7 separate regions of the Mus musculus genome follow, and regions 1, 2, 3, 4, 6 and 7 are each linked to region 5. Evidence: chromatin contacts called from public HiChIP or PLAC-seq, Micro-C and promoter capture Hi-C data. All regions are on one chromosome and are shown on one strand. The core of a region is the stretch at or near the end of the contact, and the rest is flanking DNA. Distances in the headings are between cores, read along the strand shown.

The links. A called contact is a pair of places that touch in the nucleus more often than the background predicts. HiChIP or PLAC-seq counts read pairs in DNA pulled down with a chosen protein or histone mark. Capture Hi-C pulls out chosen DNA fragments and counts their contacts.
Region 1: a contact with region 5 is called in a FOXA1 HiChIP or PLAC-seq map of pancreatic cancer cells. The contact joins the promoter of Uso1 here to the promoter of Septin11 in region 5. A contact is called at or near these places in 2 of 39 promoter capture datasets (cranial neural crest and pre-B cells), 3 of 115 datasets of contacts at active chromatin or transcription factors (embryonic forebrain, memory CD8 T cells and pancreatic cancer cells) and 1 of 9 other capture datasets (adipose tissue).
Region 2: a contact with region 5 is called in a promoter capture Hi-C map of adipose tissue. The contact joins the promoter of Cxcl9 here to the promoter of Septin11 in region 5. A contact is called at or near these places in 2 of 39 promoter capture datasets (cranial neural crest and liver), 1 of 484 Hi-C or Micro-C datasets (embryonic stem cells), 1 of 115 datasets of contacts at active chromatin or transcription factors (bone marrow-derived macrophages) and 1 of 9 other capture datasets (adipose tissue).
Region 3: a FOXA1 HiChIP or PLAC-seq map of pancreatic cancer cells shows a contact between it and region 5. The contact joins the promoter of Art3 here to the promoter of Septin11 in region 5. A contact is called at or near these places in 2 of 115 datasets of contacts at active chromatin or transcription factors (microglia and pancreatic cancer cells) and 2 of 9 other capture datasets (adipose tissue and liver).
Region 4: an H3K27ac HiChIP or PLAC-seq map of microglia shows a contact between it and region 5, with 4 times the contacts expected there. The contact joins the promoter of Cxcl10 here to the promoter of Septin11 in region 5. A contact is called at or near these places in 2 of 115 datasets of contacts at active chromatin or transcription factors (memory CD8 T cells and microglia) and 1 of 9 other capture datasets (adipose tissue).
Region 6: a promoter capture Hi-C map of liver shows a contact between it and region 5, with 2.1 times the contacts expected there. The contact joins the promoter of Naaa here to the promoter of Septin11 in region 5. A contact is called at or near these places in 1 of 39 promoter capture datasets (pre-B cells), 1 of 484 Hi-C or Micro-C datasets (B cells), 1 of 115 datasets of contacts at active chromatin or transcription factors (pancreatic cancer cells) and 1 of 9 other capture datasets (liver).
Region 7: a Micro-C map of embryonic stem cells shows a contact between it and region 5, with 7 times the contacts expected there. The contact joins the promoter of Sdad1 here to the promoter of Septin11 in region 5. A contact is called at or near these places in 1 of 484 Hi-C or Micro-C datasets (embryonic stem cells), 2 of 115 datasets of contacts at active chromatin or transcription factors (bone marrow-derived macrophages and memory CD8 T cells) and 1 of 9 other capture datasets (adipose tissue).

Annotation. Positions count from the first base shown.
Region 1 is chr5:92,136,138-92,139,473 of GRCm38.p6, reverse strand. Uso1 (USO1 vesicle docking factor) reads right to left here and starts at 1,536. Exons shown (of 24, transcript NM_019490.1): 1 at 1,311-1,536. The coding sequence starts at 1,376. It also overlaps a transcript of G3bp2 not described here.
Region 2 is chr5:92,326,017-92,329,617 of GRCm38.p6, reverse strand. Cxcl9 (chemokine (C-X-C motif) ligand 9) reads left to right here and starts at 1,539. Exons shown (of 4, transcript NM_008599.4): 1 at 1,539-1,655; 2 at 2,742-2,868. The coding sequence starts at 1,595.
Region 3 is chr5:92,385,520-92,389,315 of GRCm38.p6, reverse strand. Art3 (ADP-ribosyltransferase 3) reads right to left here and starts at 2,429. Exons shown (of 10, transcript NM_001370591.1): 1 at 2,325-2,429; 2 at 1,105-1,182. The coding sequence starts at 1,173.
Region 4 is chr5:92,347,299-92,350,979 of GRCm38.p6, reverse strand. It overlaps Cxcl10 (chemokine (C-X-C motif) ligand 10), which reads left to right and starts at 2,091. Exons shown (of 4, transcript NM_021274.2): 1 at 2,091-2,226; 2 at 2,765-2,891; 3 at 3,086-3,175; 4 at 3,595-3,681. The coding sequence starts at 2,166. The coding sequence ends at 3,613. It also overlaps a transcript of Art3 not described here.
Region 5 is chr5:93,091,252-93,095,062 of GRCm38.p6, reverse strand. It overlaps Septin11 (septin 11), which reads right to left and starts at 1,647. Exons shown (of 10, transcript NM_001009818.2): 1 at 1,466-1,647. The coding sequence starts at 1,492.
Region 6 is chr5:92,276,652-92,280,232 of GRCm38.p6, reverse strand. Naaa (N-acylethanolamine acid amidase) reads left to right here and starts at 2,052. Exons shown (of 11, transcript NM_025972.4): 1 at 2,052-2,321; 2 at 3,150-3,314. The coding sequence starts at 2,101.
Region 7 is chr5:92,307,661-92,311,317 of GRCm38.p6, reverse strand. It overlaps Sdad1 (SDA1 domain containing 1), which reads left to right and starts at 1,294. Exons shown (of 22, transcript NM_172713.2): 1 at 1,294-1,526. The coding sequence starts at 1,437.

The DNA of each region.
Region 1 (3,336 bases), core at 287-2,786, 960 kb after region 5:
GTGTGTCTCTGACAGACAAACATCAGACAAAACACAGAAAGGTTAAAGAGATGGGCTGTGACTGTGGTGAGCTAAAGTCCCTGGCTTTCCAATAACAGCAGCCTTGTTGCCATGTGGGGAGGAACAAGGGAAGCCAGGTATTGGGGGAAGAGGAGATCTGATTTTCAAAAACAACACATGTGACAGCCTTCAGCTCCGTTGTAACCTGGTGGGAAGTCTGGCTCAGTGGCAGAATGCTTGCCCTCCATGTAATCAGGCCCTGGATTCAGTCCTAGGCCTCCTCCATCTCCCTCAGTACTAACTACATGCGTAAACTACACTAACTACATTAGTACACTACATTCGTTAGTTAACGTAATCCTAACTTAATTAATGTGGGTAATCTTATTTCCAAAAGGGCCAGCTAACAACTGAAACCCGGGATCAGCAATCAAGTCTAAGCTTAGCAGAAAGCTTAGTTTCTTAGTTTCCCCCGTAGTAAATTCTAGCTCCAAGATTCTGGTCAAGTTACTTTAATTCTCTCTTCATTAGTAAAGACTCCATCCTATCTTGCAGGTCCTATTTTATGACCCTTCTGAATCCACAAAACAGAGCTATGACAACTACCCAAAGTTTGTCTTTAAAATGTCACACGCGGTTTTTTTTTTTTTCTGTATATCTAAATTCATTTTTCTCAGGTAAGCCATCCACAGCAGTTTCCAATTGGCTCTGCAAACTTCCCAGGAAGTGTATCCTAAACATAAAATCAAATGCCGGTTTTCCATGTCTTAATAATTAAAAAAGAAAAACATTAACAAATCATGTCACCAATAGAGCAGAAGAGTCCCTAGAGTGGTTAGCGCGCAGATCACTACAGCGTGCAAGAGGAGTAAGTATTGCCCCATGACACATTTGGGTGAACCTGAAAAGTAGGGTCTGAACCACCAACCCTAGGCAAACGCCCATTCTTACAGCTGATGGGGCAGGAACAGGTGGCATTGTGCCCCAAGAATATCGTTTTATTCTTAGCCACAAGCCTTCGCCAACAGCTGGGTCTTAACTTCCTTCCAGCCCCGTAGAGCCGGGTTTCAGCCGGCACCGAGGCTGGCCGGCCGACAGGTTAAAGGGAAGGAGGGAGGGGCCGCGCGGTCCGTCGCCGTGCCGGGTCCCCGAAGCCCTCCTGTCACCACGGCCCGGGCTGCACCGCCGCGTGGGGAGCTCGCGCGTCCGAGCAGGGGGAAGGAAAGAAGGCAGGCGACGGGAGCGGCGTAGACGCCCCGATCTCACCCACCCAGCCCGGCCCCAGCCCGGCCCGGCGACGCTGCGCTCACCGTCTCGGCTTCAGTGTGCTGGGGTCCGGCACTCTGACCCCCCATCACCCCACGGAGGAAATTCATCTTGTCGCTCAGCCGCCGGCTTCACCAGCCCCTCTGCCAAAGAAAACACGACCGCCCCCCGCCCCCCGTAGGGCCTAGCCCCCGAGCCGGCTCTCCGCACTCCCCGGCCTCCGCCACCGCCGCCTCCTACTCAGCAGCCTCTCCGGCCCCCCGAGCCCGGAAACAGCCGCGGACACCAGCCGCGGTGCGCATGCGCGGGGACGTGGCGTTACGTGGCGGCTCGAAGGGCGAAGGCAAAAGGGGAGAGGAGGGAGCCCCGGGCCGCAGGCCACGCCCACCTGCCCGGCCCCACAGGCCACGCCTACCAGCAGGCCTCCCACCACTTGGGCACGCCCCCTCCTCCTCCTTGCGCTGCTTGCTGCTGCTGGCCGCGGTCACCCACGTGGTCGCAGCCCTGCCCAGTCGGCTCCCGAGGCTCTGATTAGACTAGGAGCATCGGCTGGTAGGTGTTTTGTCGCCGAGAGCGGGACGGACTGCAAGCTGTCAAACCTGAGGGTTTATTTTTGTTGAGTCGAAAGTGAAATTTTCCTTTGGCCGGCGTGACAGGTAAGGGGGAGAAGGGTGTCCTGTCCCCTGGAAGATTCGTATGGTTCTTTCGGTTAAGCGGTACGAGCGAGGTGGCCTTTTGATCCTCGCAAATTGCATTTCTACCCAGGGCTTTGTTTGGTGGTAAAGGGGGTGCTAGAGACCCCTCATTCCACTACCACTCGAGGGCGCGTTTCTAAGTTCTTGCTCCTCAGCCCCGCTAAAAAGAATTCCTTGATCTAAACACCAGGTTCTCCGCTCATTTTCAAGTGTGAGAAGTAACCCCCTTCGTTTATCTCTAATAAGAGGTTGGAAATAAATTGTTCCATTGTGTCATTTTGGTAGCATAATGCCCCCCTTTTTAAAATTAATTCTTAATTTCTACGTTTTCAATGGTTTTAGCAAGCAGAATGTCATATTTCCAAATCGCTATACTTGTTCTTTCCAAATGAGGCTGCCAGGTACACATGGTTTTGCAAATTTCTTGACTCTGAAAGGGAGTCTAGTAAACCAACTGACTCATGCCTCTCTTGGTTTCAATTCCCCATAGGTCTCAGATGTGACGATTAAGACCTATGTCTCCCCCAGACTCCCTCTAAAAAGAAATCAGTATGCTTCCACGGTGTGCCCTAGCGTGCTCAGTAGTACCTCTACCCAAATAATCCCCTAGTCTGTAAGGAGGAATCCGAAGACTCCGGCTTTCCTCCTTCACCTGTCCAATGTTGAGTGTATGGTGTGCAGGAATATTTCTCAGATTCTTCCACACTGAGATTACAGCAGTAGGCTCCTAACTAGTTTGTCTACATCCAGCCCTGGCTTCCCACAGTACACCCTTGGGTGAGCCCAAGAGGAAGTATGTCAGTCCTCTTGTTAGAATCCTCCAGTGGTTCCCCGGTTTATATAATGACATCCAAACTCCTTAGTTTGGCAGACACACCTGTTAGGGTTGAAGCGCCAGTGTCCCTCAAATACTCAACATGTTTCTCTTGCTTTAGTATGCCCTTTCCCTCTTTGTGGGGCAGATTCCTGCTAGTTCCTTAAGCCTCCACTTCAGCGTCTCAGGAGAGAGTACCTTGAAATCAAGATGCAGATTCTTTGCGCTGTCACTTTGCCGCCGACACTGAATTCAAACTTGATAAGCCAAATCTGATGACCCGGCCATTTGTAAATCAGTTGCTAGTGTATTTACTAATCATGGAGTGATTTTGATGGATAGGTGAATAAATTGTTGAATGAACATGTGACTAGTATGCTAAGAGAGACGATCTGTTCTGCCCGTGAATGACAGAACACACACCATGCAGGCCGTAGTGATAGATAGTCCCAAGGTCGTAAGCCTGGACACAGAGCATGGTGGGATACTATTGCCAGGAATACTGTGTGCCACTATTGTCCTCTGCTTGACATTTTGCTTTAGACATTTTCCGTGGAGGCA
Region 2 (3,601 bases), core at 290-2,789, 770 kb after region 5:
TCTTTTACCTTGACTTGGGAAATAGTTTTAGTTTTTATTTTCCCAAGATTAAGGTACACCTTGGGTTGTAGCACTGCCTGCTAACTGAAGACTCTCGAGAACTGCCTACAACTCCATCAAACCAGCTGGTTCTCGGAGAGGAAGAATAAATGGGAAGAAAGCTAGACAGAACAGAGAGGAGCGAAAACGTAATTTACATCATAGTTGTACATTTTTTCCAGACACATTTAAAAGGAAGATGTGTGAGCTGTTTCGCTGAAACTCTGGTCCAGCCGTCTCTAGAGGAGATAAGAAAGAATAGAAAGTCTGCGTGGAGATGGTCAAAGTCTAGACATGTGTAGCCAATTACAGAACAATACCATATCTTAGCTATTAACTTTCCCTTCTATTAATGAGTGCACTCAATGATTTTGTGAAATAAAGCCAAAGAATTCTAGTAATTTTTGCCAGTCCTACCTTAATTAATGACTGTGTGAAGTAGAGCAAAAGAATTTTTTTTAATACTTTGTCTTATTTAATATTTTGCCAGTCTTATCCAGCATTTGGCCAGCCCCGTTGCAATACTTTCATTATGTCCTACTAAGGTACTATTATCTAGTCGTGACATATCAAAGGACTATATATATATATATATATATATATATATATATATATATATAGCACCAATACGTACATTCACTTTTGTTTTTATTTGCTCCTTTTTCTCAGATCCTGTTTTGAAAGGGTGGTTGTTGGCTTTGTTCCTCCATCCTGTTGTTTTGTGTACGTGGATCTTTCCTCCAGTTTGCATCCTGTCCCAGAAGGCAAATTGGGCATTCTCTGAGGAAGCTTGATATCACTTCTCTTGCTGTCATGCTAACTTGTTTTAATTCCAACAGCTACAAGAATTTGGACCAACCAGAGCATCTTTCACAACTACTCTATTTTAAAAAAAAAAATCTTTGCTGTTGAATGCCACTTTCTATCCGTAGCTTCTTTAAAGTCCTTAGAAAATGCTCGTGAACATGTGCTTTCTCACTTCACAGTCCTACCGTGAGTGACACAGACATCTCGTGAAACATCTGGAAAAGGTAGCAGGGAACGGGACAGCAGTAGCTTATGCAACTAATCTAGCAATTACAATGATAGGAAACTGTAGCCACGGTGAGACGAAATGGATTTACCCTCAACAAATTAAGAAGCTTTGACTTGTGAGGAAAGGCAGTTTGAGTCGCCATATAGTGTCATGTCCCACGTGGGAAGTACATCTCCAACCTTCATTGTACAACATTAATATAGTCATTGTATAATCTATTCCACATCCAGGTAGCAACTTTGCCTGGGGGTGGTTTCACATCCCTTACTATAAACTCCCCGTTTATGTGAAATGGAAGTAGAACATGCAGAAATTCCCTGGGATCTGAGAGTAGGGTTTTCCCCAGGACGATCAATTTGTGGTTAGTTTAGTTCTTCTAGGTCAGCTGAGGAGACCAGCCAATCAGAGACGGGAAGGAAAAGGGATTTCCTAAATAAATATGATCCCCAAGAACATGCTCTCTAAAGACATTCTCGGACTTCACTCCAACACAGTGACTCAATAGAACTCAGCTCTGCCATGAAGTCCGCTGTTCTTTTCCTCTTGGGCATCATCTTCCTGGAGCAGTGTGGAGTTCGAGGTGAGGAGTTTTACGTTAGTAAGTTCTGAGGACTGAATCACCGTAAAAGCCTTCTCAGGCCAGCAGATAAAGCTGAATGTCTTGCATGCAATAAAAAGTAATACTGTTTGGTCATCAAAGCAGTTAGATGCTGTGAGCAGTTATCCAAAGGTCGTAATCTATACCTGCCAAGTTAAATATGCCTTCTTGGCGTAGGTATTGTGAGTTCCCAATGAGGGTTCAAAGCATATTTAAATGTTTTAATAATGAAAAAACATTTCTCAGATGTAAAGGGGATTCTGGGTGCTTTACTTCGAATTTATCCTGTGAAATATTTCATCCGCAGCCCTGGCAACAGAGAGTGACATAAGAGATCCTTTTCTAAGTTGTCTCCTGCATCACTTTCCTCAACCGATGCTGTGCACTGATAAGAATGTCTGTGGTTAACCAACTGAGAATTCAGAAGTCAGAGAGATTGCCTTTGACCTCCTTATTCATGACTTTGCTTACTTCGGACAAAAAAAAAAAACCTTCCTAGAGAGCGTTTTCCACGTGTGTAAAGTAGGTGTGCCATAGTTACTGTGTGTTGGCAAAACCTGTGTAAATAGACACTGACCTGGGTAAGCAATAAGGGATGGAGACATAGGTTTAAAGAGACTTTTCAGAGCAGTGAGGATGAGAGGGAATAGGATTGAAATGGTAATCAATTGTTGTAAGTAGAGCTTTCTGTCCACACCTACATCAACTCCATGACCCCAGTAGCAAGAAGTAGATTGAGGAACTGCTTAAGAAACCGGTCCCCGTAGTACTGACAGGTTGCATATATGTGTGTCTAACAGTAGGGATTTAAGTATGATGGAGGTTTTCTCTTCTTCCAAGGTTGTGAAGTGATGTTGTTAAGAACTCTAAATGACCTAAAATGAAGTTCTTCCCCTGCTCCCTTTTGCTAAATGACTTTGCCCTTAACCTTGGCTTCCTGGTATACAGAATGGAAATACCACCTACCTTGAAAAGCAGTCACAGACACTCAGTCGCAGCAATAGTGACTGAGACAAGCCTCATTCGAAAGGATGTCATTCTAAGTAATGTGCATTATCTTCCGCCTAGGAACCCTAGTGATAAGGAATGCACGATGCTCCTGCATCAGCACCAGCCGAGGCACGATCCACTACAAATCCCTCAAAGACCTCAAACAGTTTGCCCCAAGCCCCAATTGCAACAAAACTGAAATCATGTAAGTAAATGCTCCCAACGCATGCATCCTACACTGGACTTAGTGGGATTCTCACCCTCAGCTTGCTTACTTGTTCATGTAGGCAGGAGGCCCCCCCATAAATCTGTCTACTCCTTTTCTTTCTTCCTCTTCAAAATAAGAAATTTCTTCTGGAAACTGAAAATGGAAGATGACATATCTTTAAATAATAAAATGTGCGGTTAATACCTTAGTCTGTTTAGTTTACACATTAGACTTTATCTTAAGTAAGGCATATAGGTACGTAGGTACCATCTGAGAGTGTAGGAACCTGGACATCTTCCCTACAGGGGAGGAGAAGTTGCCATTTGTAATTTGTTTTTTCCTTAACAGAATAACAACGACAGTTTCTCATGACAATTAATTTTCTCTAAAAATGCCATACTTGTCAGTTGTCTGGGGGTGCTAGGGTTGAACCTAGGATTTTGCACAGGCTATGCATGTACTCTCTCTCTACTTAACCCTAACCCTGAATCCTAAAAGCGGCATTTAAAATTTTTTTGAGGGGTTGCAGAGAGATGGCTGAGAGGTTAAGAGGACCCGAGTTTGGTTTCTATTACCCACAGTGTACAACTCACAACCATCTGTAACTCCACCCCAGAGATCCTATCCCTTCTTCTGGATTCTGTGGTCAGCTGCACACTAGTACACATACACATGCAGAGACACAAAGAAGTTAAAAATAAAATAAATTTTAACCCATACTTTGTATGTT
Region 3 (3,796 bases), core at 1,180-3,679, 710 kb after region 5:
TGGAAAACATTCACACAGAATCCCCTACACAGATGTTCATGGCAGTACTATTTATAGTCGCCATAAAGTGGAACAACCCAGATAGATGCCTGATTGATAAACAAGATGTGGCACAGCCCTGTGATGGTGTTGGTGTTCATTAATGAAAAGAATGAGATACTAATGCATGCCACAACCCGGGTGGGCTTTGAAAACAGTATACTAAACCAAAGACACCAAACACAAATGGCCACATGCCGCAAGATTCCACTCTGCTGAACTGTCCACACACTCCTCCTGTTGTCAGAGAATGGAGGGAGGGGGAACTGGGGCTGACCTCCAGTATGCGAAGCACCTCTCCAGCGCAGTTACTGCGGGACAGCATCGGAAGGACGCTATAAACCAATAAGGTATGTGCTGAGAAATGTTTTAAGGGTATCTCAATTATATGTCTTAAGTAAAAGAACCAACAACACAATGTGCAAGCCACAGGGTATAGGATGCTGTTGCATTAGAATTCTAGAGTCTAGAAGGTGGATCAAACCTCTAAAACTGGATGCAATGTTTTCTTAAGGCAGCTTAAAGAAGGCAAGTGAGATACCTGTTTCAGGCCACTCATAAAGTATGTTTACTGCTTTTAAATATTGAACTGCAAATAACACGATAAAATTTCTGCCAGTAAAAAGATAAACCAGGGAATAGCCGTTACTTAGTTTATATAACAAACATGGAATCAACACTGGCATTATCTGGAGAACACACGATATGGCCAGAATATTTATTTACATGGAAATGCCGTGTAGTATTAGCTGTAGGCAAGGTTAAAAGTACCATATTTTTAATTAAATTATACACAAAGAGAGAGAAACCACCTAGGCTATCTACACAATCCCCCAAGAGTTGATCCCTTTGAGTGAGGGAGTTTGTGGTTGAATTTTTCTGTCTTCTTTGCTTAATTTAAATTTTCTACACTTACCACATGTGTAACCTGCAAAATAAAGGAAAAGCTGCTTCCAACAAGTTCATTTGCCTATTCTGGCTCCTCTCAGTCTGCAGAGATGCCTCAGGCTGTGTTACAGGGTTCCCAGCCCAGGGAGCGAGCATGCTTCCCGTTCCCTTCATTACCTGGAAGATGTCCATTAGAACTGCGGCTGCCAGCAGCGTGGTGACCATTTCAAAATGTCCCATCTTCATTTTTCACGTCTGGATTAGAATGAAAAACGTTAATTCAGTAAACTTAACAAAGAGGGTTTAGGGAAACGGAACTGGATAAGGTGATGTTGCATATTTTTTCATTCTGGATAGATATTGTGATAGTCGCAGTGATTATCAAATACATTCCTATGACTATAAGAGGCATTCAATGTTATCCAGGTGTCTAACAGTTTGTTCTAGAGATGTCAATGCAAAACTGCAGAGAACTTTAGTGCTTCCAAGTCTACTTCCACATAACTCTAGACAGACCTCTCCCTCCAGAGAGACCTTTTCCTCCCAATCTCTAAATGTCCCCTGAGCACTCACAGGAAACAACACAAACTAAAACCACCATGCTCTCATTCTCACTCCCAGTTTCTAAGAATGGTCTAGAAACTTTCCCATGTGAAGCTTCCGCTCTTCCGTTCGCTTTGCAAGTTAGAGCATGCCCACTTGGGTGGGAGCGGAGACATGAGGTCAGCAGCAGTACAAAGCTGTTCGCCTGAGGTGACCTCCCTCCTCCAACTCTTCACAATCAACACAAGCCAGAGGTCGAGCCAGTGTGGAATGTCCTGACGATAGGAACAGACTCAGGAGCCCTTCGAAGGCAGTGATTCTAACAAGATTCTATCATTGTCCTGGCTGGGCGCCCAATACCCATTCCGGTATTTGTGGCAGCGTAAGGGATAGACAGGAGGGCAAGAATCCTCACTGGCTGAAGCTATCCGGAGCCATTAACCGACTCAACCAGTGACACAGGTTGTTAGCCTCCGGTCTCTCACATACATAATGCTCCAGCAAAGCTGCTGCCATTGCTGTAACTCAAATGAAGCCTCTATTTTCCTGTATTTTTTTTTAACCAAACATCATCATCTGGATTCTGAATGAGATAATAAACAGCATAGGGGAAGGAAGGGCAGTCTTTCTTGTTGTAATCCATCCAGGTCCCAGGTTCCTGTCTTCAAAAGCAGTCCTTTTATCTAAAGCTATTAAAATATCTGTAGTTATTTTAAGATGCTACTCTGTGTCAAACTTCCCTCTCAAAAAGTCTAAGGAATACCCATGGGCAGCACGTGCCAAGCCAGCCGTGGGCCAGGGTTTCCCTGGTCTTCCTTTCTGCAGTTTGGGTGCAAATAAATCAAAATGTTTACCTGGCGTTTGTGCCTCTGCAGGAAGTTTAAATGATGCCCTGTCTCACACCGGATTCCCACTCTGCTGTGGAGAACTTCCCTCCAGGATAGGATGTTGTTGACAGTGAGCTGCCTGGGAATGCTTTTCTTTTTATAACACCCCTAGTGGTAGCTTGGCAGTGGCTCATTAGTCAACTTCTGCCCTGCTATTTATATCCGGTCGGTCGCCACACTCTGCCCTGGAACCACTGCTGTTAACACTAAGTCTCCAAGAGGTCTGTGAATCCACAGCAATGTCCCCCGCCACAGAGCATGCTCAGTTCTGAACCCAGCCCTGGACTCCTTTGGAGCAGTGTGTGTGTGTGTGTGTGTGTGTGTGTGTGTGTGTGTGTGTGTAGTTGGGGGAATGGGACTGGGTGGGTAGGGTGGCGGGGTGGTCAGTTCCCAACAACTGAGCCTTTGACACTCATATGCTAGAGGGAAGGCTGGACTGTCCTCTATTAGATGACACCCACAGCAAGGGGGCTCACTTGTTAAACACTGTCAACAGTGATGGTTATCACCACTCAACCAGCTGACTGCGGTTCAGGTACTGCGCCAGGCACTGAGACACACAAACAAGCTGAGCACAGTACTGAAGCTGGTTTGGCAGTCACTACTATGTGTGTGTCCCCAGACCCAATCAGGTAACAACTGCTCAGGATAAACGAAGGCCAATGAAAGTCCAACCGAGAACACTGGCAGGAAGGAAGCTGGGGATGCCAGCATCTAGAACACTCTTTGAACAAGGACAGATGCTGGCTGGTTTTCTGTCGCCTTGATGCCAGCTAGAGTCATTTGGCAAGAGGGCACCTCAATTGAGAAAACACACCCCCCACCCCTGGCCCCCTGGGCTGGAGAGATGGCTCAGAGGTTAAGAGCACTGACTGCTCTTCCAGAGGTCCTGAGTTCAATTCCCAGCAAATCACATGGTGGCTCACAACCATTCATTCCTAATGGGATCTGATGCCCTCTTCTGGTGTGTCTGAAGACAGCTAAAGTGTAGTCATATAAACAAATCTATGAGAGAGAGAGAGAGAGAGAGAGAGAGAGAGAGAGAGAGAGAGAGAGAGAATGAGAGAGAGATCCCATTAGCCTAGTACAATTCATTGGTTGGGGAAGATCCAGCTCATTGTGGGTGTGGTCCCACAATGAAAGCCGACTGAGCAAGCCATGAGGAAACTGGTAAGCAGCCCTCTTTCATGGCCTCTGCATCAGTTCCTGCCTCTAGGTTCCTGCCCTGCTTGAGTTCTCGCTCTAACCTCCCTTAGAGATGAACAAGATGACCCCAGGTTGCTTTTGGTCACAGTGTTTTTTCCATTTCGTTTTCTGAGACAGGGTTCCTCACTGAACCTAAAATGACTTTGCTAGGCTGGGTGGCAAGTGAGCTCCAGGGACCCTCTTGGCTTCTGATTTCTATGTGGGCTGGGGATCTGAATTCAGAACTTCTCACT
Region 4 (3,681 bases), core at 842-3,341, 740 kb after region 5:
AGAGAGAGAGAGAGAGAGAGAGAGGGAGAGAGAGAGAGGGCTTCTCTACGTAACCCTAGCTATCCTGAAACTCACTACATAGACCAAGCTGTCCGGGAATTCGGAGGTCTACCTGCCTCTGCCTCCCAAGTACTGGAATTACTCTTACGGCTTACTTTTCCTCAAGGGTCTTCAAAGCACTTCTGACCATAGGGAGCGGACTCTTAGGAAATTCCATATAGATTCTTTTATTTCAGTCATTTGACATTAACTTTATAGTCATAAATTTTGATATTTTTTTACAGATCTGAATATGTTTGAAGAAATGTTCATTTTTCTCCTAGCCACAAAAATTCCATGACATGTATACCATACTTGCCATAATCTGCTATAATTCAGTGCAAAATGGCCTGTTCTAGTCAAAGGGCTGCTTTCAAGTACGAGTGACTATTTACTGGATACAATGTATGTATACTACAGTAACTTTCATTTTAGCATGAAATTCTGTGTAAAACAAGTCCAATTTAAACCCCTTCTAGGTGTTTAGTTCCAGAAACACCAAAGAAACATCAAAGATAACTTCAGCCAAGCAGACACAGGCAAGTCTGGAGCCTGAACCAAGGATCTGCTCTTTGGAGCCACTGCATAACCAAGTGTTTGAGAGCGTGGGCTACAGAGATGGAGTTTCTGGATTCCTAGAGGGTTGAATGAGGGAAAACTCTTGACTAACAGATGCTTAACACTACGCAATAGTTACTAAACTCTTTTCTCCTCAGTAAGGGACTATATATCCACTTGCTAACTGTTTTTTCTTAACATCCTCAAATCTGTTTTTCCTTCACATCTTGACTGAGAACTTGTACAATAACAAAATAAAATAAAACTGTCACCATGTATCTTTCTTTATTGTTTAATGTAAAACTGCTCAGCACCTCTTTCCACTCTAAAATTCTGAGGTTCCTACAGCGCAGCGTCTATTCTGCAGAAGCAGGTTGGGAGAGACTGCTCATGGCGTCCTCTCACAGTAGCCTTCTCCCAGCAGAAGGTTGCAAAACGAAAGTCTCTTGGCTTGTCTCTGCCCCCATTCCCTTCTGTCTGTCCTTCCAGATTCCACGGCTGTCCCGTGATTTGCTCCCTTGAAAGCTTAGCTCTGTTCTAGTCCTTGGACTACATCAATGTGGATTTTGCTCTCTAGAAATTTCTATCTTTCCCAAGCAGCAACTCCCTTCCTGTTCTGGTGACAGCTCCTGTTTCCCAGTTCCCGTTGGTGGGTACAGGTTTCACTCTTGGCCTCTGTTGTCAAGTTTTGAACCGGTACACTCCAGGCTCCTGTCCCATTCCCAGGATGAGTCACCTCCATCCCCTTCATCACTGTCACCTCTATGCGAGATCTATGTAACCTCACCTACTCTTCCAGGTCCCAGGTATCTGCTGCCTTGGGTGCTGTGCAGAGTGACATCCACACTCACTTTCATCCTTGACCCTGTAACCACACACTCACAAAGAAGACAATCAAAGCATCCCTGAGAGAATCAGCACGGGGCAACAATTAGCTTTGCAATTCCTCTTGTAACTTGTAAACATTAGTGTGACACTTCCGGCTTCTGTTCTGAATGCCTGCTCTAACTGTTCACTAAGTTGTATAGACTTTGGATCTGGCTAAATTTGGCGTGTGATTTTTTTTTAAAGTTTATTCCAAGTATTTTATAATAAAGCATATGAAGTAAAAAGCAAAAATAAACAGTGTAAACACAACAAATGTAAAAACCATGGTTAGAACCTGACTTAGATATCAGTTCTGTGTTTTATTTATGAGAGAAGGAAGATGAGAATTAAAGCCATTTCCAGACTTATTCTGCAAGGCACTGCATCTGATTTCTCAAACAGCTCACGCTTTGGAAAGTGAAACTTACCTCACTCGTTAAAAATTAAAAGGAGCACAAGAGGGGAGAGGGAAATTCCAAGTTCATGGGTCACAATAAACACAAGCAATGCCCTCGGTTTACAGGGGACTTCCCTCGGGTTGCGGAGCCTTGCTGAGTCATCTCCAAAGTCAGCCAATCAGGACTCAGGGAGGGAAACTCTTTGCAGATAAATACTCCTCAGCAGCCGGCACTCGAGAAGCGCTTCATCCACCGCTGAGAGACATCCCGAGCCAACCTTCCGGAAGCCTCCCCATCAGCACCATGAACCCAAGTGCTGCCGTCATTTTCTGCCTCATCCTGCTGGGTCTGAGTGGGACTCAAGGTAAGGGACACCAAGGCCATTTAATTAACGAAGTCAGAAGTCAGACGATTAAGCTCAGTTCTAAACACAGCATGTATTTAAGCTTTAATGTGTGTACCTATAAAGAAGAGGGAAGCAGGAAGAAATCCCTTCAGCTTGCAGAGTTTATCATAGGCTGGTTGAAGTCAGAGAAAAATAGAATAAAAGCAAAGGAACGAAGAAGGGAAGAAAGGGAGAAAAGGAGGAGGGAGGAGGAAGAAGGAGGGAAGAGAGAGTCAGGAGAAAGGGCGAAAGAGTGGGATGGGGTAAGGCACGGATGCCTCCTTGCCTGAGCCTAACCAATACTGTGAGCAGTGCATAAATGCAGGATTTCGTAACTGACAAGTTGCAGATCTCTCTTTACCATGACCAAGATATTCAAACACTCAGCCCTATGATACGATGGGATGCGTCTCTCCACAGATCAGACAGGGTCTGCTAAACACTACCTCATCCATTTTAAGTGCCTAAAATGAAACCGTGTGCTGACCTTCCTGGCTCTCCCCCTCTCTTCCTGCAGGGATCCCTCTCGCAAGGACGGTCCGCTGCAACTGCATCCATATCGATGACGGGCCAGTGAGAATGAGGGCCATAGGGAAGCTTGAAATCATCCCTGCGAGCCTATCCTGCCCACGTGTTGAGATCATGTGAGTACAAGCCCACCTGCCGATAAACGTCCCTCCCGTAACCACACAGTAAATAAGTGAGGGAAACCAGGAAAGATAGGGACGGGTCTGTGACTCTAACTAAGGCACAGTGCCTGAACTCTGACATGGACCTGCAGGGCCATCAGCTCTGTTGGCCTGACGTTAATCTGAGTATCTCACTCTTATTTCTATAGTGCCACGATGAAAAAGAATGATGAGCAGAGATGTCTGAATCCGGAATCTAAGACCATCAAGAATTTAATGAAAGCGTTTAGCCAAAAAAGGTAGGTTTGATGTTGCTTTTTCAGGAAATGGTGGTCTGGGGAGCAGCGCCTGCCCTGGGCTTTGCTGTGGGGCATCTGCCCTAAACTCATGGCACCGGCATGTGCCTTTGTCTCTCCATTTACACAGACACTGAGGTGCCTTCTTAGGTCATACATTCCTAGTGTCTAGAAGTGGAGCAGTTATTATACCTGTCACGGGTAAAGCTGCCAAATGCCCACCCCCCCCCCACTTCCTCACTTAAAAAAAAAAAAAACAAAAAACACACAAACCCATTCTGTCCCCTCAACCCCCACCCACCCGTGACCCATGGAGATTGTGTAGCAGAGGAAAATGCACCAGGCCTTTTGCCCCAGGGTCTTTGGGTTCCCAAAGTGAAAGCAGAGTCTATTCCGCTCAATACAGTTTCCTCTTCCTACAGGTCTAAAAGGGCTCCTTAACTGGAGTGAAGCCACGCACACACCCCGGTGCTGCGATGGATGGACAGCAGAGAGCCTCTCTCCATCAC
Region 5 (3,811 bases), core at 398-2,897:
AGAATGTGTCATTTAACAGAGTTTGAAAGGTCTAAAAAGACCCACACAAACACTTAATGATGACCAGGGAACATTTTCTGATTGTGGGGGGGAAAAGTCTTTCAAAGAACCTCAAACTGCAGCAAAACCATCAAATTGAGGTAATGTTGCAGTGACCCCATGAACTTCCTGCTGGGCTAAGACTCCTCAGGGGGTGCAGAAGGGTGTGTGTGTGTGTGTGTAGAGATGTAAGTGGGGAGAGCCAAGAGACTCAGCATCTGGGGTTTGGCAGCTTTCAACATCTAAGACTTTTCTCTGTATCTGCAAAATGTCAGGCCACCACCTGAAGCTAGCTGCAAAGTTCGAAAGGGAAAATTTAAAAAAAAAAGATGGGGTACTAGCCAGGGAAGGACTCCCCCGGAGTCGCCCCCAGGGCAGACCAGGCAAAAGTGGGCAATGAACGTTGACAAAGAAAACCCGAGAGAAGAGGACTCCGCCTTTCCCACTGGGCTTGGCTCCTTTCAATAAAAAGGAAAGGCGGCCACTGCCGCCACCGCCCCTTCCCTCCTTTTCACCCTAGGCTAGAGAGCAGACCCTAAACTACATCCTCAAAGTCCTACTCGCTCTAGCTGGCTGCCGGAGTTGGAAACCCAGAGCCTACACTCCCAGAGGCACAGCCCGTGGCGCGTACCCCAGCCCAGAGCATCCCCTCTCTGACTTCGGGTGCTGGGACACTTCTCCAGGCACGCACCCTCCCTTCCTCTTCCCGGAGCCCCGTATTCACTACTGCCGCCCCCGGCCTGCCAGCCGCAGAGTATTTCAGGACTTCCACCCACCCCGAAAGGGAGCCCTTTGAAAACTTTGTGTGTGTGTGTGTGTGTGTGTGCCTAGGGCTTTGTCCACATCCTGGGCAGGGCCCGGGTCACCCGGGTGGGCGCCTGAGGGTGTCCGGAATTTCACAATGCACCCGGGGGGGGGGGGAGTAAACCACCACGGAAATCCCACCCCTTTGACCCGCTTCTACGGCCGTGTGACACAGCGCTTCAGCACCCAATTCTCATGCCCGGATCGCCCCCAGGGCGCGAGAGAACCGCGAGGAAACCCTCCTCAGTCAGCGCCTTCCTCCTCTGTCACCAGCTAAGCCTTGTGCGCCGTGAGAGAGAGGTAGCTGGGGAAAGCAGCAGCTCAAGCAATCTCTTCTAAGGGCGCCTCACAGAAGGGTCCTTTTCTTCCCACATCCCCGAAACAGGGGCGCGCCAAAGCGATCTAATGTTGCATCAGGTAGGCTCTGAGCCTGCGGGCTCCCCAAGCTCCCCTCCGCCCCAGACGCGCGCCCAAATTCATGCACACACCCACAGCCCCCAACAGCCACCACCCAGAGCCCCCCTCCTGATCCCCGCAAGTCTCCACCCGCACGCGCCCCGAAGCGGAGACCACCCGGCGCCCCGGGATCAGCACGCTAGAGAAGTGAGGCCCCAGTACTCACACTCGGTCTCCCCACCGCCACGGCCATCGCGACTGTGGCTCTGGCTGCTCTTTACCGACACTGGCTGCTGCTGGTGCTCCGGCTCCCGCTGGCCTCCCCCGCGCCTCCCTCGCGGCTGCGCCCTGCTCGCGCCCGGCTCCCGCGCGCCTCCAGCCGCATCTGCTCGCCCGCGCCGCCCCGCCCGCTTTATTCCAGCAACATGGCCTCCCGCCTGGACTCGACCATTAGCTGCCCCGGGACGGGGGTGCAGAGAGATCCCCAGCCCCAGCCGAGCAGACGAACGCAGCAGGTGAACCGTGATCCTGGTCAGCTGATAAGATGATACGCTTTGAAGTCAGCCACCTTCCTTCCTGTGGCTTTCTTCCGTCCCATTAAAGCGTCCTGTGCCGGGACACTGCCCGACACTCCCCCTGTTGCAACACGTGCTGGGGTCCGCGTAAAAGCCTAGGCGCGGAGGTCCCAACCCCGAGCTGCCACGCGCTGCGCGGAGCCGGCACCTGGGGCTGCTATGGGGTGGGGCAGGGAGGCTAGGGGACCGCAGGGTGCAGAGGTTGTACCTCTGGAAAATTGACCTGGTGACACGCCCCACCCGGAGGAGCCCTCTTAGAAGGTGCGGTGGGTAACTTACTAGGGCCGAGCGCGCCCCACGAGGAAAGAATTGCCGGTCTGCTGGGCCTTCCATCAGAAAGGAGACTAAACCAGCTGCTGGAAGCCGTCGCTGTGGTGTGCGGCCGGGCTGGGGACCGCTTTTCCAGAAAAAGAGGACCTAGTCGTGAACGACCCAACCACCGCTGCTGGGGACAGGGAAATTAATTAATTAATTAAAAAAACTTGAGTGCTCGCTGGAAAAATTAAGCCGTTTGTGAGCTTGCTCCAGAGCTTTTCCCACCGTGTCACACTGGAGAGGTTACTGGTGCGAAGAGGTCAGTGGACGTGATATTGGATCCCGGAGACAGACCGGATGACCCAGGGCCCGGAGGCGTGCAAGCTCAATCCTGGCTGCGGGGTGTGGTGCACAGCGAAGGCGAGAAGCGGGTGACAAGTGGGTGCGACTCACAGCACAGGGAACTGGGAGGGCTCCTCCACCACTAAGAAGGACTTCCCCCCACCCCCACCCCCAGCAGATGTTGGAATAATTACAGTGTCTGAGTGGCAGGCGAAATGGCGGGGTCCTTGTACATACATCTGACATAGGCTTAACAGGGAGAAGTGTAATGCGCTGTGGGTGTCCACGCATGGTAGACCCACGATCACGTGAGGATAGCTACTCACGTGAGTTGAGGAAAGTAGGTGACTTGAAGCGCAGGGGAAGAGGCAAGGGAAGGGCTGTATTTAGCCCACATGAACGCGCCCACGGGGCAGGGGCGTGGGGGGAGAACTAGGGCGGGCATCTGAGAGTCATACCTGAGACTTCAAACATCCAAGTTTCTGGGAACCCACTTTTGGCTACGGGATTCAGATGCTCTCTGTCCAGTCTTTGGCTGAGGGTAAGTGACTAGCACTGGTTCACCAGTAGCTGATCTGATGCTGGGCTGCTCTGGTAGGTGAGTGAGGAGCTAGAAGCTGCCTAGAGTGAATTCCACCCTTGGCGGTGGAACCTAGGGAAGAGTGTGTTGAAAGAGGAAGGCTCTGATGTAAAGCCAGATTCTGGCTCACTCAGACCTGAACAGCACTAACTTGTTCTGATTACTCCCTGTTCTATAGAGAAGATGTCTTTTGAGAATAGGGACCTCATTTACACCGTTACACAGTGTCGAGTTTGTAAGATGTCACTCGAGTGCTCCGCAAGAGCTCTCAAAAACAAGAATTACCTTTCCTCTGTGACTCTAATGCAGTGCTTTCTTGTTCTTCGGTTGGGGGTGGGGGGTGGGGGTGCGAATAATTTCTTATTCAAACTTAAACCTTTTAAGATTAAAAGGAGAGGCCCGGTGCTATATATAACCTCAGATGACAACAGGCAGGAACTGTGACTTACTTTCACCCCAGCCATTGTTGCAGATGAACCAGGCCGTTAAGAGGTTGTCATAGTAATATTCATCTCTCAATAGACTATGAACTCAAGAGTTCTTGCCTTTTGGCTTCTAGCACACACCGTACATGTTGAACAGGACTGTCCTCCAAGCCAAACAACTGTCATCTTGGTGCAAATGAACATCCCAGCTGTGGCTACTGACTGTTTATCTCACTCAGAGAGGGGAGTGAGGCTCAGGAGCCCCACACTGGGTATCCAGTCACTTACTACCACGCTTTCTATGTGCATCTGCCTTCCTTGCATGTGGCCTCCAGGAAAGGCTAGAGTGTATATAGGCTGAGAAGCTAGGAGAGTGGGGATCCATCTGTGTGACT
Region 6 (3,581 bases), core at 803-3,302, 820 kb after region 5:
CTTTAAGTAACGGTGGTTTTCCCTTGAGGCACATACAGTCTTGGTGTTTCTTCTATAAATAAAACGGCCATGTGGAAATGGTTGCTGGATGTGAGTGGAAAGGATATATCTGAGTGACTTCTTTTTGCCTGCTTTGGACACTTTGGTAACTCGTATGTTAAGCATTTATATACATTTATATAAAGCATCCTTTGCAGAATCAGGAACAGCTCTAGTTCCGCATCAGCCAGAGGCAGTTGGAACAGGCCTGCTAATCCTAAATCAGCATCAAAGGGGCCTTAAAAGGAAATTGGGCCAAGTTGTAAAACAGAAAGGCAAAATGGGAACTGCCATTCCAGGAAGGGCTGCAAGAGTGGAAGTTTAAAGGAATCACTAGGGAAGGAAATTCGGAGTAAAAATACAGCTTCCTGTTTCAGGGGTACTGCACCTTTTTTTTTTTTAAGGTAAAAACATTTGAAAGATTTATTTATTTAATGTATATGAGTACCCTGTAGCAGACACTCCAGAAGAGGGCATTGGATTCCATTACAGATGTTTGTGAGCCACCATGTGATTGCTGGGATTTGAACTCAGGACCTCTGGAAGAGCAGTCAGTGCTCTTAGCCACTGAGCCATCTCTCCAGCCCAATAAAAACACTTTATAATCACGACTTTTTAACATACAAATATATAGAGCACAAGGAAACATTTACCAATCCAATGTTAATATCCTGGCTTTTTTGTTGCTTTTGTTTTATAAGTGAAAGCATGAGAGGCTGGCTTTCTGGCTCACGCCTGTAATCCCAGTACCCAGGGCTCAAGCGGGAGGAGCAGGAGGGTGGGGTCAGTCTGGGCTATGTTCTGCCTACAGAGAGGAAGTTCAGTATAAGAAGAGAACCAAAAAGTGGAACTGAAGCACTCACCATGACCCCTCCCTCAAGTGCTGCTAATCTCAGATGTGTGTGTGTGTGTGTGTGTGTGTGTGTGTGTGTGTGTGTGTGCGCGCGCGCACGCTCCTGTGTGTGTCTTCAGCACAGTATTATTTAGTATCTTAAAATTTGGCATAGAGTATCAGTTTGTGCTTTTGCTGACTGTAACTCAGCATTAGCATGTTTGTGTGTGTGTTGTGTGGCGGTGCACGTGTGTGTGTGTGCACATGGAGGCTAGAGGCTGACATGGGGGTCTTTGTTACTTTCCACTGCAGGCAGGGATTTTTTCCTGAGGCAGCGTTGCTCTCTCACTGAACATGCTGCTCACTTGACTTGGGTGAGCTGAATGTGCAGTTTAGCTCCATCCCAGCAAGAGGCCACTGGGGTGGACTAGCCCTGGGGTCCTTCGGCCTGCTCACTAGCTCCATCCTCATGGCTTGTTCGGCTTGCTTTCTTATAGAACCCAGGATCATCAGGCCAGGGATGGCGCCACCCACAAAGGGATGGGCCCACTCCCATCGATCGCTTATTGAGAAAATGTCTTACAGCTGGATCTCATGGAAGCATTGTCCTCAACCGAGGCGCCTCTCTGACGGCTCTAGCTTGTGTTGACACAGAACCATCCAGTACACCGGCGCTGGTTGAAACAGAGTCTGAACTTTAGGTGTTTAAGTACAGCGCAATTTTAGGGAAAAGACGTTTCCTGGTAACAATTATCTCAATCTCATGTGCACAGTAAAGCTTACGGCATCTTAAGGACCTTGGGCAGGATCGGGTGTGGTCTTGGGCATACATATTTCATAGAGTCATCAAACTACAAAGTGCATGTGACATCTTCCGTAAGGATAGGTTCTATTGACTGAGAAACAATGCTTACGAGTCTGGGAAGTCTAGGATAGAAGTATAGTCTAGGGGGTTCGGGTGAGGTCTGGCCCTACGTATAGCACAAATCACCAGGTTATTAAGTACAACCACTCCCGGCCTTTTACACAGAGATGTGATACTGCCTCTAGCTGTGAGTGAGAAGCAGGCTTAATCCCGCTGGGGCAGGAGGCGGTGTCAGTGCTTGGGTTCCTGACCGGGTGGAGCGCAGGCCCCGCCTTCAGTGCCAGCACCGCCCCAGGCCTCCCACTCCGCCTCCCCAGGACAGCAAAGATTCATTGGTCCGGTGGTGGCCTCAGAAGCCGGAGCTATGGGGACCCTAGCCACCAGGGCCGCGTGCCATGGGGCACACCTGGCCCTGGCTCTGTTGCTGCTACTGTCGCTGTCCGGTCCCTGGCTGTCGGCTGTCGTCCCCGGGACTCCGCCTCTCTTCAACGTCAGTCTGGACGCGGCCCCGGAGCAGCGCTGGCTGCCGATGCTGCGGCACTACGACCCAGACTTCTTGCGCACCGCGGTGGCGCAGGTCATTGGGTGAGCGCGGGACTGGTCTGGTGAACTTGTAGTCAGGCTCTGCTCTTCCCTCGTTGCTGCACCTCTACCCTCTCACCGCTGCACCGCTGCCCTCCCCACTGCTCTGCGCAGCGCCCAGCGGGTGGCTGACCCAGCAAGGCCAGTTCGGCTCTCAAATTCGGAGCCTCCTGCGGCGCGCGCGTTTACCACACATTTTCCGGGTCAGGGTAACGCGCAAGGTGTCACCCAGTATGCTAAGCTGCAGCGTAGGGCATGCAGCCCAGGAAACTCCGCATCGTGGACCAGCCTGGCTGGCCTTACATGGAGGTTGGCACTGGAGGTAGTGGTGATTGCACTACCATTGGGTGTATCTCAGCCCTTATACTTTTCATTTCGAAAGTCTCGCTGGGAGTTTGACTATACATATATGAGTATATGGACAACATAAATTGGATTTGGTGGTTTGTTTTTGTTGTTGTTTTGTTTGTTTGTTTGTTTGAGGGGTAAGGCAAAGGTGGGAGGGTGGACTCGAGAGGAACGTGTGATCGGGTTGCATTGTATGAAATTCCCAAATAATGAATATAAATGTTATGATGTGAGAAAAAAAGAAAGAGATTCTCGCTGTGAAACATAAACTGCCCTTACAATCCTCCTGCCTCAGCCTCCTGAGTAGCTGGGATTACAGCCCTGCACTATCATGCCCACTTTATTCCCGCTGGTTTGAACGCTGGGAATGGAGCAGCTCTGAAAGTAATCTAGATTCCCAACATTCCTCCCGCCTCGTCCACGCATACGTGCACTGTCCATGCTCTGAGACGAGAAACAAACTTCGTACTTTTTCATTTCTAGCGACAGGGTTCCCCAGTGGGTACTCGGGATGGTCGGAGAAATTGTGTCGAAGGTGGAGAGCTTCCTGCCTCAGCCCTTCACCGACGAGATCCGCAGCATCTGTGACTCGCTCAACCTCAGCCTGGCTGACGGTATCTTGGTCAACCTGGCCTACGAGGCTTCCGCGTAAGTGCCCCGTGCTAGGTGGATTAAAGTCAACTAATTGCCACCTACTGGGGACTCCTGTCACCCATAATGAATGGAGGAGATATGTTCGCTTGGTGAAGATGAGATAATGACTGAAGTTTACATGTCACCTTAGGTTTCTGACTCCCCAGGGAAATCAGAGCAGCATGTGTCTGGTGGACTTCCAGAGGGAAGCAGCCGCTCTACCCAAAGCTTACTTTTATCTTGTCAGGGATCTAGATGGCATCCTACTTTCCAAACTGTTAA
Region 7 (3,657 bases), core at 45-2,544, 780 kb after region 5:
AGGCAGAGGCAGGCAGATTTCTGAGTTCAAAGTCAGCCTGGTCTACAGAGTGAGTTCCAGGACAGCCAGGGCTACATAGAGAAACCCTGTCTCGAAAAAAACAAAACAAAACAAAAACAAAACAAAACAAAAACCTAGTTACCATCCAACAGCTGTTTTCCCCTCTGTGGTTAGAATTAAGAGAGTTGCCTGGGTGCGGTGGTGGCACACACCTTTAAGACCCAACACTCCTGAGGCAGAGTCAGATGGATCTCTGAGTTCAAGGCCAGCCTGGTCTACAGAGTGAGTTCCAGGACCGCCAAGGCTACACAGAGAAACCTGTCTCAAAAAACAAAACCAAACAAACAAACCAACACCAACAAAAAAACAATCTAACCTCCACCCCTGCTCTTTGCCATTCTCTAAAACATATTCTCTAAGCATACTCCTCATGGATTTTTTTCTTCTACCTTTAGTACAGCCTAAAAGAAAATGATTCTCATTTCTGACAAGGTTTTTGTTTTAGTGATGTGTGTGCAACTCTGTGTGGGTATGTGTGCTGTGAGCACAGGCACCTGCTGAGGGCACACATTTCTCAGGAGCTGGAGTTAACTATAGATGGTTGAGAGCCACCGTGTGTTGCAAACTGAGCCTGAGTCCCTACAGCAGTACCAGATCTTAGCTGCTAAACCATCTCCAGCCCCTAATCCTCATTTTATAATACAGGATCTCATGTATCTCAGGTTTCTCTCAAATTCCTATGTAACTGAGGATGACCTTGGAGTCTCAACCCTCCCGCCGCCTCTTCTCTGAGTATGCGGGTTGCAGGCATGAGCCAACACACGCAGTTTATGGAGAGCTGGAGAAGAAACCTAGGGTCTCCTATGAGATAGGACACCTGAACCAGTCCCCAGGCCCCTGCTTAATTTCTGTCGTTTTTCTTGAGACAGAGTAAGCCTCGGGCTTGCCCCAAACAAATATAATGCTCCTGCCTCAGCTTCCTGAGTACAGGGATTACAGTTGTATGCTGTCATACCTGAGTCCCATATTAATCCTCATTTATTTGGGCCACCATAAGAATGCTGAGCTAGATGGGGAGAACTGGGAGGAATTGGCGGAGGAAAAAGAACATGATCAAATATATTGTATAAAAATTGTTTTCAGTGGAAAAGAATGTTGAGATAAGGAAACCTGCTCCAGAGTTTGGTGACAACCAGTAGCGGTTGTCCACCGGCAGGGACCGATAGCGTGCAGACGCCTACAAAGAGTTGCAGCAGGGTGGTGAAGTTTGATCCTCTGAGCGTTCCGTAGCTCGGTCGGGCAAGCGGCGTGTCCCACGTGCCGTTTCCGGTTACACTGGGACCCACGAGTCTAAGCTGCCGCGGGGCCCGGGCTGCGACTGACAGAGGCGGACGTTTTCCAAGCACTGCTCGCCAGGGAGCCCACCCACAGCCACCATGTCCGGCAGGAACAACAACAAGCTGCCCAGCAACCTGCCGCAGTTACAGAACCTGATCAAGCGGGACCCGCCGGCCTACGTGGAGGAGGTGGGACCGGGATCCGGCTCCCCGGGATGCTCCGGTGTGCTTCCGGGGGCCTGGGGAGGAAACGGACGGGGGATGGAGATACGGGGGACGGGACATGCAGACCCCACCAACACTGAAACACACCCTAAAACCTGCTGCCTCCGGGTTTATCCGCCCGCCTCGCCGACGTGGGCCGGTAACGTCCGTTGGCCGCCTCAGAGCAAAAACTCGAGTTAGCCCCTAGCATACGATGAGTCGTGTGTTAAACATGCTTTCCACAGACGGCCTCTCCCGAGTGCCCCAAGCTCTGCCAAGAAGAGCAAGGAGTTCTCAGATGGCAGGGCCACCCCACAGTCAAGAGTGTAGAAGATGTAGTTAAGCCACAGTTCAAACTCCCTGGGAGTCACCCTGAGCTAGATTTGAAAAAAATGCTTTGAGGGAAATGTGCGGTCTAAAACTCTGTTAGGTCCAGTTTGTGAGGGGCATGGCATACTCCAAGTGTGTGAATTCATAAGAACCACGAAATGAAGGCCGTGACTTTGTACTCTTAACCTGGTAGATAGATTAAGACGCGCCTTTGCCTTTATTATTTGTCTTCTTACACACCGCCCTTCCCAATCCTCCCTGTCTCCCCCCCCCCCTTACTGGTCCCCTTCTCTCCTCAGACAGCCCCCACTTCACTTCTGTATACACATCACATTTATTTCAGTTCCCTGCATCCCTTTAAGGTCTCTTCTTCCAGAGCTGGGGAGTTGACTCAATGGTTAAGAGCACTGGCTGTTCTTCCAGAGGACCTGGGTTCAAGGCCCAGCACTTACATGATAGCTCATAACCATCTGTTGCTCTAGTGTTAGGGGATGCGACACCCGACTTCTGGCCTCTGGATACTAGGCATATGTATACACGCACATACAAGTAGGCAAGCTCTCAATACACATTAAACATAAGCTCTTACTGGGTTCCCCTTTCTAACTTGTGTCACAAACTAAATTGAAATCTGACTTTTGCTTCTGAGAGGAAACAGGCTACCTCTCTGAGTCTGGTTTAATTTCTTAACATCTTTCCTCCTGTTGTCATGGTTTCAGCTCTTGATTGGAAAAAACTAAATGCATGTACCACATTTTCACTACACATTCTGTTGATGGACTTAAAGGCTGGCTCTGCTTCTTGCTGCCGTGGTTCGTGCACCAGTAAACACAAATGTGCAAGTGTGTCTATGGTGTTTGATCAGAGTCCTTTTATTATAAACCAGGCCGTAGAAGGCCAGTTTTAGTTTGTCCATAGTGGTTCTACCATGGACATCCGCACCATGAGCTGTGTGTGTGCGAGTGTGTGTGTGTGTGTGTGTGTGTGTGCTCCCACTCTATCCCCACCAGTGGTGTGTGTGTGCATGTGTGTGGAGCGTGAGAGAGAAGGGGAATATAGTTTCTGTTTTCCCACATTTGCTGTCTGTCTTTTGCCTGCTGACAGCCATTCCGATGAGGTGAGATAGAATCTCAGATTATTTTAATTTGCATGTTGCACACTTTTTCACATAGTTACCGGCCTTTGTATTTATGTTGAGAGTTGTCAATTCAATCCTTTATAGTCTGTTTATTGATTGGAAGGTGTGGTTTGGTTTATACGGTTCTTGACGTATTCCACCTGCGAGCCTCCAGTCTGAGAGATAGCAGTGAAGCCTTCCTGACATTCTGGAGTTGTCTTCACTGGCCTGGCCCTGCTTTCTTTTTCATCGCAGACACCCCCTTTTCTCCGTTCTTTTTTTGTACTGTCCAAATCCTGTCAGTGGGTGCTTGAGACCGTTAGTTTTACAGCTGACCCAAAGCTCTGGTTCTATTTCTGACCTGCTGTGAAACCAAGGAAGGTTCAATAACAACCTTTGTATTTTAGTATTCAAGAAAGGTAATAGCCGCCTCCTCCATCTGCTTTAGTGCAGACACACACACACACACACACACACACACACTGCAGTATATTTGTAGACATTGAGAATACAGGGACAAGTAAGCAGATAATGGAGCCATGCCGTCTTTTGGACTCTCGTTCTTAGGAGGACGGTACCTGTGTAAGATAAGGCTAGGTGAGGATGTTAGAATAGAGACTGCAGACTGTTGAGGGAAGGGAAGCCTTTCCTGCAGTGGTAGTATTGGGC